2 separate regions of the Macaca mulatta genome follow, and region 1 is linked to region 2. A link is a contact called in public Hi-C data. All regions are on one chromosome and are shown on one strand. Each heading gives the region's core, a stretch centred on a gene start, on an enhancer-like site or on the middle of the called end of the contact. The rest is flanking DNA. Distances are from core to core; before and after follow the strand shown.

Region 1 (6,752 bases), core at 1,364-3,863, 120 kb before region 2:
CCTCCCACCACCAGGGGACCTCTGGCATGGGCACAGAGAGGGTCTTTTCTTTCTTTTTTTTTTTTTTTGGAGACGGAGTCTCGCTCTGTCGCCCAGGCTGGAGTGCAGTGGCCGGATCTCAGCTCACTGCAAGCTCCGCCTCCCGGGTCTAGGCCATTCTCCTGCCTCAGCCTCCCGAGTAGCTGGGACTACAGGCGCCAGCCACCTCGCCCGGCTAGTTTTTTGTATTTTTTAGTAGAGACGGGGTTTCACTGTGTTAGCCAGGATGGTCTCGATCTCCTGACCTCGTGATCCGCCCGTCTCGGCCTCCCAAAGTGCTGGGATTACAGGCTTGAGCCACCGCGCCCGGCCCTGAGAGGGTCTTTTCTTAAAAGAAGACAAGAATCTGGCCGGGCGCGGGGGCTCAGCCTGTAATCCCAGCACTTTGGGAGGCCGAGGCAGGTGGATCACTTGAGGCCAGGAGTTCAAGACCAGGCTGGCCAACATGGTGAAACCCTGTTTCTACTAAAAATACAAAAATTAGCCAGGTGTGGTGGCACATGCCTGTAATCCAAGCTACTTGGAAGGCTGAAGCAGGAGAATCACTTGAACCCAGGAGGCGGAGGCTACAGTGAGCCGTGATTGCACCACTGCACTCCAGCCTGGGCAAAAGAGCGAGACTCTGTCTCAAAGAAAGAAGAAGAGAAGACTCCACAGTCAGGTTTCCTTAAGTAACAGTCACCCCCGGGGAGTTAAAAAACATCCTTCCACTAATAAAAATGTATTTGTGCACAACTGGGACGAATGTTCACCAGGGCAGGGATCGATGTCTGTTTTGATCACTGCTATATCTCAAATGCCTACAATAGCGTCTGGCATGTAAACATCTCTGTTGAATAAGTGAGTGAATTCCTTTTCAGAAATCTGTTTGTCAAGAGGTGTTCTCAGGGAGGCAGGATCTGTGTCTCTTCTCATTTTCCAAGCACAAAGCTGAGCACTTGAGAAGAACTAGTTTCATTCTTGCTAGTGGACCAATTGGTTATCTCATGGAACAGGCAAAAGTAATTGGACCATAGGTATGCTGTGTCTTTTTTTTTTCTTGAGACAGAGTCTTACTCTGTGGCCCAGGCTGGAGTGCAGTGGCATGATCTCGGCTCACTGCAACCTCTGATTCCTGGGTTTAAGCAATCCTCCCACCTCAGCCTCCTGAGTAGCTGAGATTACAGGCATGCGCCACCATGCCTGGCTAATTTTTGTATTTTTAGTAGAAATGGGGTTTAGCCATGTTGGTCAGTCTGGTCTCGAATTCCTGACCTCAAGTGATTTACCTGCCTCAGCCTCCCAAAGTGTGGGATTACAGGTGTGAGCCATCACGCCCAGCCAATATGTGTGCATGTGTCTTTATAATAGAACAATTTACATTCCTTTGGGTATATATCCAGTAATGGGATTGCTGAGTCAAATGATATTTCTGTTTTTAGGTCCTTGAGGAATTGCCACACTGTCTTCCACAATGACTGAATTAATTTGCACTCTCGCCAGCAGTGTAAAAACGTTCCTTTTTCTCTGCAACCTCACCAGCATCTGTTATTTTTTGACTTTTTAATAATAGCCACTCTGGTGTGAGATGGTATCTCATTGTGGTTTTGATTTGCATTTCTCTAATGATCAGTGATATGAAGCTTTTTTCATATGATTGCAGCACTATTCACAATATCAAAGACATGGAATCTACTAAATGCCTATCAATGGTAGACTGGATAAAGAAAATGTGGTACATGCATACCACGGACTACTATGCAGCCATAAAAAAGAATGAGCTCATGTCCTTTGCAGGGACATGGATGGAGCTGGAGGCCATTATCCTTAGCAAACTAACACAGGACGAGAAAACTAAATACCGCATGTTCTCACTTATAAGTGGGAGCTAAATGATGAAAACATGTGGGCACATAGAGGGGAACAACACACACTGGGGCCTATCAGAGGGTGGAATGTGGGAGGAGGGAGAGGATCAGGAGACATAGCTAATGGGTACTAGGCTTAATACCTGGGTGATGAAATCATCTGTACAGCAACCCCATGACACAAGTTTACCTGTATAACAAACCTGCACATGTACCCCTGAACTGAAAATAAAAGTTAAAAAAAAAGGAAATGGACAATTTTTTTTTTTTTAATCCAGTGAAGTTCCGCTCGCTGTTGAGTGAGCTTTTACCTAAGTTTCTGCACATCCGATCACTGTGAAGGGCCCCCAGTCATGGTCTGAACGTTGCTCAAATACTCACCAATGAATGACTACGAAATAAGTGGCAAGGGCAAAACCACAGCAAGAAGGAACATGAGGAGCAGACTCTTCCTTTGGCCTCTGTCTGGCCAGGTTCCTTATTTTCTTTGGGTGGAGGACTCAGACTGGGTGCACCCAGTCACTGGCAGCCTTGGAGAGCAGCGGCCCTGGGTAGGACGGCAGGAAGTGGCAGTGGTGAGCAACGGTAGCTCGACTCGGGCAGCACTCACAGATTTCACGGAACATGGACGAGGCTCTCGTCATGGGCTGACCACAGAGCCACAGCAGCATGTGTGCTTTGCCCGAGTTACCTGAAACTTCACGCCCAGGAGCCAGTGACGCACAGGGAGAATTTCAGCAATAATGCTGGGCGGGCAGCACCTGTCCAAGACCTCATTAAGTGCTTTATTTCTATCAGGACACGTTCAGTGACAGAGAACTTCTGAAATAAAGCTTTGGTTATTCCACACCCAACTTCACCCAGAAATATACAGAAGTATATTCTCCACCACTGGAAGAATGAGGTTGCTTCGGTAAAGTGATGTTTTAAAGAGCTGCCTTAACATCATTTAAGTATCTAAAAACATAATTGTTGTTAAATGAGAAAATTGTCAACCAACTGTTCTCCATATTCACAAAGGGCAAAAGGGAGAGAAATAGGTTAACATTTGGAGAAGAGGCATTGATTAGACTGCATGGGTGTTTTTTATTTATTACTATTTTTTAATGTTTTAAAACTATTTATTTATTTATTTATTTATTTATTTGAGATGGAGTCTCGCTCTGTTGCCCAGGCTGGAGTGCAGTGGCGCTATCTCGGCTCACTGCAAGCTCCGCCTCCCGGGTTCAAGCAATTCTCCTGCCTCAGCTTCCCGAGTAGCTGGGACTACAGGCACCTGCCACCACACTCAGCTAATTTTTTGTATTTTTAGTAGAGACGGGGTTTCACCGTGTTAGCCAGGATGGCCTTGATCTCCCGACTTCGTGATCCATCCACCTTGGCCTCCCAAAGTGCTGGGATTACAGTTGTGAGCCACCGCGCCCAGCCTAAAATTTTATTTTTTTTTAAAGACAGTGTCTCACTCTATTGCCCAGGCTGAAGTGCAGTGGCATGATTAGCCTTGATTTCCTGGGCTCAAGTGTTCCTCCTGCCTCAGCCTCCTGAGTAGCTGGGACTACAGGTGTGCACCACCAAGCCTGGCTAATAATAAGAAATATTGTAAAATAATGATAGTTAATTATTATTATTATTTTATTTTGGTTTTGCTTTGTTATCCGGGCTCGTCTCAAACTACTGGACTCAAGTGACCTTCTCACCTCAGCCCCCCAAAGGGCTGAGATTACAGGTGTGAGCCACCACACAGGCACTTTTAAATGTAAGGATGACTAATATATAAAACAGGCTTCCAAGAACAATTATAAAACTTCCCTCCCTAGAGAGACAAGACAAGAAGGACCTGTATATTCATTCAACAAGTGCTGTAATGAACCCCTAACAAGGGCATAGCACCAAGCTAAACGCTAGGGCAGACATAAAAGAAATGCAAGAGAGTGTTTAATCAGAGAGATGGAATTCACATGTGAAAGCAGCCATCACACATTCATCCAGCACACTGTGAGGGCCCCCATTGCAAAAGGCACGATGCAAGACTCCAGAGTATATTATAAAGTCAAGTGAGAGTTCTGCTTCTAGGAAAATGGCAGACTAGAAATCCTGAAACTCTGTTATAAAGCTTTAAAATTTTAGAAAAAAATAAAAAGTTCAATATTTTGAAATGAATGGATAAGCTTGTAGGAAGCCCACATGCAACGAAGCAGAAATACCAGCTCAGGGGGCCAGCCTGCAATGACGCTGGGGTTGACCCTAAAATGCCTTCCAACCCCAGGTGGTTTCAGAAATCTTTGTATCCTGTGAAGTCTCACTTGATGTATTTTTACATAAGTTTCTGCACATCTGATGGCTGTCAAGGGCCCCGCATAATGTCTTGAACATGCCTAAAATACTTTAAAATATCTTCCAACCCCAGGTGGCCTAACCTGTTTGAACAGCCTTGTTTATGGACACAGGAGATAAGCCTTGAGCACCATTTGAACAGAAGTCAAATCAATGAACACCCCCCATCACACACACACACAAGCGCACACACACACCCACACACACAGCCCAGACCCAGGAAATGGTGAAGTGAGAAAAAAGTCTACCTCACTGGCTGGTTGCAGTGGCTCACGCTTGTAATCCCAGCACTTTGGGAGACCAAGGGGGAGCGGATCTCCTGAGGTCAGGAGTTCGAGTCCAGTCTGGTCAACATGGTGAAACCCTGTCTCTGCTAAAAATGTAAAAATTAGCCAGAAGTGGTGGTAGGCGCCTCTATTCCCAGCTACTGGGGAGGCTGAGGCAGGAGAATTGTTTGAACCCAGGAGGCGGAGGTTGCAGTGAGCTGAGATGGCCCCACCGCACTCCAGCCTAGGCAACAGAGTAAAACTTTGTCTCAATTTAAAAAAAAAAAAAAAAAATTGACCTAACTGAAGCAGAGGGCAAAGAGACAGGTTCTATTTCTGCTTTGGCTCTGGGTCATGTCTTTCAGTTCTCCCTGAACATTCATGGCCAATCTTCATGTTGATGGGGTCTGCACAGCTTGGAAAGCCACAAGAGGAGACAGCGTGGATCCGGTTGTAAATGTCTGCAGTGCCAAGCAGACGCAAACACAAATGCTTCTGGAAAAATGTACACTCAAACCAACTAGGCCTTAAATATCAAAGAATCCCCAGAGTAGAGTTTGAAATACCATGAGCTCGGCTGAGGGCGGGGGCTCACGCCAGTAATCTCAGCACTTGGGAGATGGAGGCGGGTAGATCACGAGGTCAAGAGATCGAGACAATCCTGGCCCACCCCATCTCTACTAAAAATACAAAAATTAGCTGGGCCTGGTGGCACGTGCCTGTAGTTCCAGCTACTCAGGAGGCTGAGGCAGGAGAATCGCTTGAACCTGGGAGGCAGAGGTTGCAGTGAGCCAAGATCACACCACAGCACTCTAGCCTGGCGACAGAGCGAGACTTTGTCTCAAAAAAAAAAAAAAAAAAAAAAAAAAATTCCATGAGGAAGAATGCACAGAAAGAAAAAACAATAGAACCAAATCCAAACTATCACAACTATCACATAAAAAGATAATGACTACAATTAAAAATTGAAACGCAAACACCAGATTAGATACAATGAAAGAGCAAATTAGTGGGATGGAAGAAACTTTTGAATACATTACTCAAAATGTACCCTAGATGCCAAAAATAAAAATAAAAAACGAAAGTAATAAAGAGGCTAAGACACATAGCAGAGAAGGCCCAGCATGCACTGAGTTAGGAAAGCAGTAACAGACAATGTGTGTGACAGGCAGTATTAGCAAGGGTAGGACTCGGAATTTTGAGAATTGATATGGCCAGGTGTGGTGGCTCACGCCTGTAATCCCAGCACATTGGGAGGCAGGAGGATTGCCTGAGTCGGAGTTCGAGTCTAGCCTGGGCAACACAGTGAAACCTTCATTCAATATAAAAACGAGCCAGGTGTGGTGGCGCATGCCTGTGGTCCCAGCTACTCAGGAGGCTGAGATGGGAGAATCGCTTGAGCCGGGAGGTTGAGGCTGCAGGAAGCTGAGATTGTGCCACTGCCCTCCAGCCTGAGTGACAGCAAGACCTCGTATAAAAACAAAGAACAAGCAGGGCGTGGTGGCCCACGCCTGTAATCCCAACACTTTGGGAGGCTGAGGTGGGTGGATCACTTAAGGTCAGGCATTTGAGACCAGTCTGGCCAACATGGTGAAACTCCGTCTCTACTAAAAATATAAAAATTAGCCAGATGGGGTGCACCTGTAATCCCAGCTACTTGGGAGGCTGAGGCGGGAGAATACCTTGAACCAGGGAGGTGGACAGAGATCATTGATGTAATACATTCAGCAAGTCCCACAAATCCCAAGTAGAATAATTGTTAAATATATGCGGGGGCCGGGCACTGTGGCTCATGCCTGTAAGCCCAGCACTTTGGGAGGCTGAGGGTGACGAATCATCTGAGGTCAGGAGTTTGAGACCAGCCTGGCCAACATGTGAAACCCTGTCTCTACTAAAAATACAAAAATTAGCCAGGCATGGTGGCGGGCGCCTGTAATCCCAGCTACTCAGGAGGCTGAGGCAGGAGAATCTCTTGAACCTGTGAGGTGGAGGTTGCCATGAGCTGAGATTGCAGCACTGCACTCCAGCCTGGGCGACAAAAGTGAAACTCTGTCTCAAAAAAAAAAAAAAAAAAAAAAAAAGCATCTAGAAAGAAACAGCCAGAGGCAAAACACAGATGACCTAAAAGGAGTAAAAATAAATAGCTAATTCCTCAGCAGCAAAAGTGAAAGTCAGGAAACTGTAGATTATTATCTTCAATATTAATGCTGTCAGAAAGTGAGTATTGACAGGAAATTGCTTGCCCAAAGAAGGCAATTCTTAAAAG
Region 2 (6,824 bases), core at 1,565-4,064:
TAGTGGCACAATCTTGGCTCGCTGCAACCTCTGCCTCCTGGGTTCAAGCAATTCTCCTGCCTCAGCATCCCAAGTAGCTGGGATTACAGGCTCCCGCTGCCATGCCCTGCTAATTTTTGTATTTTTTTTTTTCTAGTAGAGATGGGGTTTCACCATGTTGGCCAGGCTGATCTCGAACTCCTGACCTCGTGATCCACCCACCTCGGCCTCACAAAGTGCTGGGATTATAGGCATGAGCCACCTCGCCTGGTTAATTTTTGTATTTTCAGTAGGGACGGAGTTTCACCATGTTGGCCAGGCTGGTCTCCTATTCCTGACCTCAGGTGATCCACCCGCCTTGTCCTCCAGAAGTGCTGGGATTACAGGCGTGAGCCACCGTGCCCAGCCGCCTAGCCCTTTTCTAATGTATAATACCACATCTGTCTATCTTACTTCTATCTGAGTAGCAAAATCACAGGCAATAAATGGTGACTGTGGCCTCAATTCGTTAGTCGAGGCGTTACTGTAGCTCCATCCTTATTCCAACAACATAATCAAGGGAAGAGGAGATTATCTGTCACCTGTCCTGAGGGGCAGGCTGTCGCCTTATGATAGCCCTTCATGGGCATGGCCAGCCTGTCACGGGGGGCAGTGAAGGGGACGCATTCACTCAGAATCTTAACTCCATGCTGATGATGGCTTGGTTTTAGGATCAGTGATTCCCATTTGCCTCATAAGTATCACCTAGGAAATTCTCATTCAGTAGGGGTAGGCTTAGGCCCCTCAAATCTGAACTTCAGAAAGCAAGAGGGGAATGTTCCTGGGAAATACTCACCAAGTGAAAAGAACACTTTTTAAATTCAAATCTCTGCTTCCCCATTTTCTGTCCATGTGACCTTAGGCAAGTCACTTAAACTCGGAGAGCTTTGGTTTCTTTATTATATAACAGAAAAAAGAAAAGTTATCTCGTTTTCATTTTACTTTTCATAATATCAAAACCTCTTAACCTATAGCTCTGACCATAGGAGAAAAGTGAAATCGTGTATTGCATGTATTTATACTGTACTAAAATGCTTTTGAAAAGCATACTTATTTACTCAGTTAATATCCCTGATGCAGTGACCCTGAAAGTTGCTGTTACAAGGCTTGTTTTGTATTTGAGGAATCTGAAATTTGGAGATTAGTAACTTGTCCAAGATCACTCAGATAATACACATGGCCAAAATTCTAACTCAAATATATTGCCTTCAAAATTATATAGCCATTGGATTATTATATTCTTGGACTTAGCAGGTGCTGAGTCACCCACTCATTCAAGAGACACTTACGCATATCGGTGGACTCCAGGGATTGCTATAGGTACTGGAGATACAGCCCACATTACTCATGGGCTGCTGTCACCCATGAAGCCACTGGCCAGCCCTCCTCACTTCTGCATGCAGCCCTGAGTTGACACCAGGTTGCCTCCCACATCCTTGTTTGCTTGAAACCCACCACCATAAGTGGTTCTAGCTGAGTAAACTGCTGCCCAGTCGGATCCCCCAGTTTTATCCGTCAGATCCAAGATTCACAGAGCAAAGGCTGGGTGCAGAGACCTCCTGGCAGAAGGAGGTACTGGAATATTGACATGTATCTTCTCTGCTCTAGTTAGTTACATTTGAGGAAACTTCAGATGCTCCCCATCCTGATGCACAGATTAGAGCTCTAACTGCTCTCAGAAGAACAGCAAATTAGAGAGCGTACCAAGAGTTTATACTTTTTAAAAGCTTAAATCTGATTTCAAAACAATTCCTGTTTACTAAAGACTTGCTAGAAAATAGGGATAATGAAATTTACCCACCAATCCCGACACTCAGATCAACGATAATTGCCGTCAACATTTTAGTGAACATAGTTCTGATTTTGTAAAGCACAGATATTAAGATTTTATAACGTTTATCTCTGGTATCTGCTTCTAAAATCAGCTTTGCAAGTGAGAAGAAAAGAATAACCACTACATCATTTAAAAGAGAATTCTGCTACTTCATCCGTTCATTCAACAAATACTTGAGTGTGTAGCATATGCCAGCCACAGTTACAGGTGCTGGGGAGCAGCAGTGCACAAAACTCGATGGCCTTTGTGGAGTCTAGAGTTTAGTCAGGGAGAGAAAGAGAGAGACACTGGACAAATAAATAAACACACATAAGTGCACAATTTATGACACGTTTCAAGAAGGAAATGAACAAAGTGAAGGAAGTGAACGGGATGGGGAGACATACTTTTGGACTAGAACTTACTTAGGTCAGGGAGAATATTTCTGAGACTGTGACACTCACATAAACATAATGCTCTAGATTATAGCAACCTGGTATAAGTCAAAAGTCACTGTGGGTGAATAAACATTTGTCACTTAAGTCCATGTTTCAATTTTCTTATTAATTGATATGGATAGATCTTGCCACTGCATTTCAGCCTGGGCAACAGAGCAAGACTTGGTCTCAAGAAAAAAGGAAAAGAAAAGAATATTGTAAAGAAATGTTGCTTTACATAGTCCCCATAAATACGCCATAATCAAATATAATCAATTACACAGTATTTGAACCTGTTTTAGTCCCTGGTGGAAAGTCTGAGGTAAAAGAAAAAAACATGAGCTTTAGTGTTATATAACATCCAGATGCCAATTTTTTTCTTTTTTGGCCTGATACTAGCTGTTGATTTAGAAAAGCTATTTAATCCCTTTGAGCTTTACTTTCCTTGATTATGGGAAAAAAATAAAAGGCATAAACAGAGTGAAAAAAATTAACCTCCTTGATGCTGGAGAAATAGAGTAGCGCTGGGTGGTGGTTGGATTTTTCTTTCAACTCAATAGCGCTCTGTTAGTAGCAGAAACCCCACATGGAGGTTTCTCCAGTTCCTGGAGAAACCTGGGTAACCGACTCAGCAGGTTGAAGCCTTATCACTGTGGTTTTTCTTTTTAAGATATGGAAACTTCCGGTTTCCTTTTGTGCCTCTTTTATTTCACTTACTTTATTGCATCACAAGCTATGTGGTAGTGGTTTCACTTTTACCATGTGAACTGGATTATCCCACTGCAAATCTCCCTTGAGTTCTTGGAAAAATATCTAGCATTGATAAGAAACAGGAAAATTTTAAGAAAATACCCAACTAAGGAACAATTGAATGTTTGACAGAGTTTGCAGAGACTTTAGGGAGATCTTAACAGGCTCTTTTTTTTTTTGTTTTGAGACAGGGTCTCCCTCTGTCACCGAGGCTGGAGTGTAGTGGCATGACCTCGGGTCACTGCAACCTCTGGCTCCAGGGTTCAAGCGATTCTCCCACCTCAGCCTCCTGAGTAGCTGGAATTACCGGTGTGTGCACCACAGCCTGGCTAATTCTTGTATTTTTAGTAGAGACAGGGTTTCACCATATTGGTCAGGCTGATCTCAAACTCCCTACCTCAGGTGATCTGCCAGCCTTGGTCTCCCAAAGTGCTGGGATTACAGGTGTGAGTCACCTCCCTGGGCAACAGTTTCTTTCCTTCTTTCTTCCTTCCTTTCCTTTCCTTTCCTTTTTCTTTTTTTTTTTTTTTTTGAGATGGAGTTTAGCTCTGTCACCCAGGCTGGAGTGCAGTGACATGATCTCAGCTCACTGCAACCTGTACCTCCTGGGTTCAAGCAATTCTCCTGCTTCAGGCTCCCAAGTGGCTGGGATTACAGGCACCCGCCACCACGCCCCACTATTTTTTTTTTTTTTTTAGTAGAGATGGGGTTTCACCACGTTGAACAGGTTGGTCTTGGACTCCTGACCTCTAGTATCTGCCTGCCTCGGCCTCCCAAAGTGCTGGGATTACAGGTGTGAGCCACTGTACAAAAAACTAGCCGGGCGCGGTGGCGGGCGCCTGTAGTCCCAACTACTCGGGACGCTGAGGCAGGAGAATGGCGTGAACCCGGGAGGCGGAGCTTGCAGTGAGCTGAGATCCGGCCACTGCACTCCAGCCTGGGCGGCAGAGCGAGACTCGTCTCAAAAAAAAAAAAAAAAAAAAGAAAGGTCAGTTTAAAGGCCTGTTTTTGTGTCTCAGGGAATTACACGGAGTGTTTGTTTTTTAATACACTGGGACAAAGAAGAGCAAGCCTAGTATTGAATGTCCTGAGCCTTATAGCTATGCAGCTGCCCAGGCGGGCTTTTCTTTTCCTAACCCAGCTGGATTGCCATAGACCAAGGAGAAGTCTCTTGACCCAGGAAGAAAACATGGGTTCTATCCCCAGGAGTGGAGTCAGAGTATTTCCCAGATGCTGGTCCCCATCCAACTAGAGGCCGTTTCCTCTGCCTTGCAACCACTGGCAGGTACAGGCACTTCTGCCCACAAGACAATCTGGCAGCAGTAACACTTCCTAAGGGAGCCAGGGACAGATGGCTCTGACATGGTACAACAGCCTGCAGAGGAAAGAAACATGGGACAGCAATCTCTCTCCTCTATTGTCTCTTCCAATGACACTTTCTTTCTTCCTTTCTTATTTTGAAGAAAAGAAGACATGAGTTAGTATCAAATGTGGCAGGAATTGTGGGCCAGGCGCGGTGGCTCACTCCTGTAGTCCCAGCACTTTGAGAGGCCAAGAGGGGAGGATTGCTTGAGCCCAGGAGTTCAAGACCAGCCTGGGCAACATAGGGAGATGCTGTATCTACAAAAATAAATAAATAAATAAATAAATAAATAAATAAATAAAATTAGCTGGGCACGGTGGCGCCCACCTGTAGTGCCAACTACTCTGGAGGCTGAGATGAGGGGATCGCTTAAGCCTGGGAGTTCCAGACTGCCCTGCACTCCAGCCTGGGCAACAGAGCCAGACCCCATCTCAAAAAAACAAAACAAAATAAAACAAAAAAACAAAGAATAGAAATGAGTAATGCTGTACTTGTACAGGTGACTGTGCATCTGAACTCATGGAATTATTGCGGTCTAAGTTCATAGAACTCATTATTAAAGAGGGGATCACAGTTGAAAATCACATGTAAGTAAATTAACAAAACTCTCTGTAGTCTAAGTCAAAAATTAATATGAAGCAAACATAGAAAAAAAACATTTGCTTGGTCTGCATGGAGAAAAGTGCTTAACTCTAGCAATAACTGGATTTGATGAGATGTTTTTCATGTGGTAAAACACTGGGCTATGTGTTGTGGCTCATACTTGTAATTTTAGCACGTTGGGAGGCTGAGGCAGAAGGGTCCCTTGAGCCCAGGAGTTTGAGACCAGCCTGGGCAACATAGGTAGACCTTGTCTCTATAAAAATAAAATAATACATGAAATAAAATGAAAAAAGAAAACCACATCCTTATCAGAAAATTAAATACAAAGAGTGGGCGTGGTGGATCATGCCTATAATCCTAGCACTTTGGAAAGCTAAGACTGGAAGATCTCTTGAGCTCTAGAGTTTGATACCAGCCTGGGAAACATGGAGACAATCTGTCTCTACATAAACTACAAAAATTAGCCAGGCATAGAGGCTCGCTACTTGGGAGGCTGACAGGGGAGGATCCCTTGAACCCAGGAGTTCAAAGCTGCAGTGAGCTGTGTTCACCACCGCACTCCAGCCTGGGTGACAGAGTGAAACTCTGTTTCAAAAACAGAAAGAAAAGTAAATTAAAAAGTAAATCTAGAATTCCATGAATTGTGGGCACACATGTAGTGATGGTCTTCAGTAATGGTTCTCATGCTTTAGCTAAAACCATTTATAAATGCTAAACATTGTTTAAAAAAAAAATACAGATTCCTGAATCTCACTTCTAGATATTCTGATGAAGTAATTTTAAGGGTGCAGCCCAGAAATCTATATTTTAGTAAGCTCACCGAATACTTCTGACTCACGAGTCAGTTCCCTGGACCAACTTTAGAAACTATAGTCTCCCAAAAACAGAAAGAAAACTTATTTGGGGCCGGGCGCGGTGGCTCAAGCCTGTAATCCCAGCACTTTGGGAGGCCGAGACGGGCGGATCACGAGGTCAGGAGATCGAGACCATCCTGGCTAATATGGTGAAACCCCGTCTCTACTAAAAATACAAAAAAAAACTAGCCGGGCGAGGTGGTGGGCGCCTGTAGTCCCAGATACTCGGGAGGCTGAGGCAGGAGAATGGCGTAAACCCGGGAGGCGGAGCTTGCAGTGAGCTGAGATCCGGCCACTGCACTCCAGCCTGGGCGACAAAGCGAGACTCCGTCTCAAAAAAAAAAAAAAAAAAAAAAAAAGAAAACTTATATGGGAATATACGAAGCCAAACTGCAAGAACATTAGTGTCAGATTCCAAAATCCAATGTTCCCACTTTAAAACATTTGCCCGTGGGCACTGGTACATGACTTTCAGTCTCACCGATCCTTCATTGTCTCCATAGCAACAATGGCTTAGAAAAGGAAATCACAGAGGAAATAAGAAAATTGTTAATGCTACTTCTTTTTTTTTTTTTTTTTTTTGAGATGGAATCTCACTCTCTTGCCCAAGCTAGAGTGCAGTGGCATGATCTTGGTTCACTGCAACCTCCGCCTCCTGGGTTTAAGTGACCTCGTGCCTCAGACTCCCAAGTAGCTGGGATTACAGGTGCACACCACCATACCCAGCTAATTTGTGTATTTTCAGTAGAGACAGAGTTTTGCCATGTTGGCCAGGCTGGTCTCAAACTCCTGGCCTCAAGTGATCCTCCTGCCTCAGCCTCCCAAAGTGCTGAGATTACAGACAGGTGTGAGCCACCACGCCTGGCCAAAATAATGAAGTGTTTCATAATGACGATGTCTTACACTAGATAAAATATTCTATTAATACCTGTCTCCTAGGGTTTTCTGGATGTTAACTGAGCCAAGATACCTAAAATGCTTAGAAT

The links. A called contact is a pair of places that touch in the nucleus more often than the background predicts.
Region 1: a contact with region 2 is called in a Hi-C map of blood, with 7 times the contacts expected there. The contact joins two enhancer-like sites. A contact is called at or near these places in 6 of 14 Hi-C or Micro-C datasets (CD4 T cells, blood, cortical neurons and 3 more).

Annotation. Positions count from the first base shown.
Region 1 is chr9:31,875,347-31,882,098 of T2T-MMU8v2.0, reverse strand. No RefSeq gene overlaps it. Among named protein-coding and RNA genes, the nearest start is that of MAP3K8, 100 kb to the right of the region's middle. Within about 2 kb of position 2,613, at least 16 of the 40 cell types and tissues checked have an H3K27ac peak or open chromatin away from gene starts, as enhancers often do. A contact at or near this core is called in CD4 T cells and blood, where this site is marked.
Region 2 is chr9:31,759,646-31,766,469 of T2T-MMU8v2.0, reverse strand. No RefSeq gene overlaps it. Among named protein-coding and RNA genes, the nearest start is that of MAP3K8, 16 kb to the left of the region's middle. Within about 2 kb of position 2,814, at least 6 of the 40 cell types and tissues checked have an H3K27ac peak or open chromatin away from gene starts, as enhancers often do. A contact at or near this core is called in CD4 T cells and blood, where this site is marked.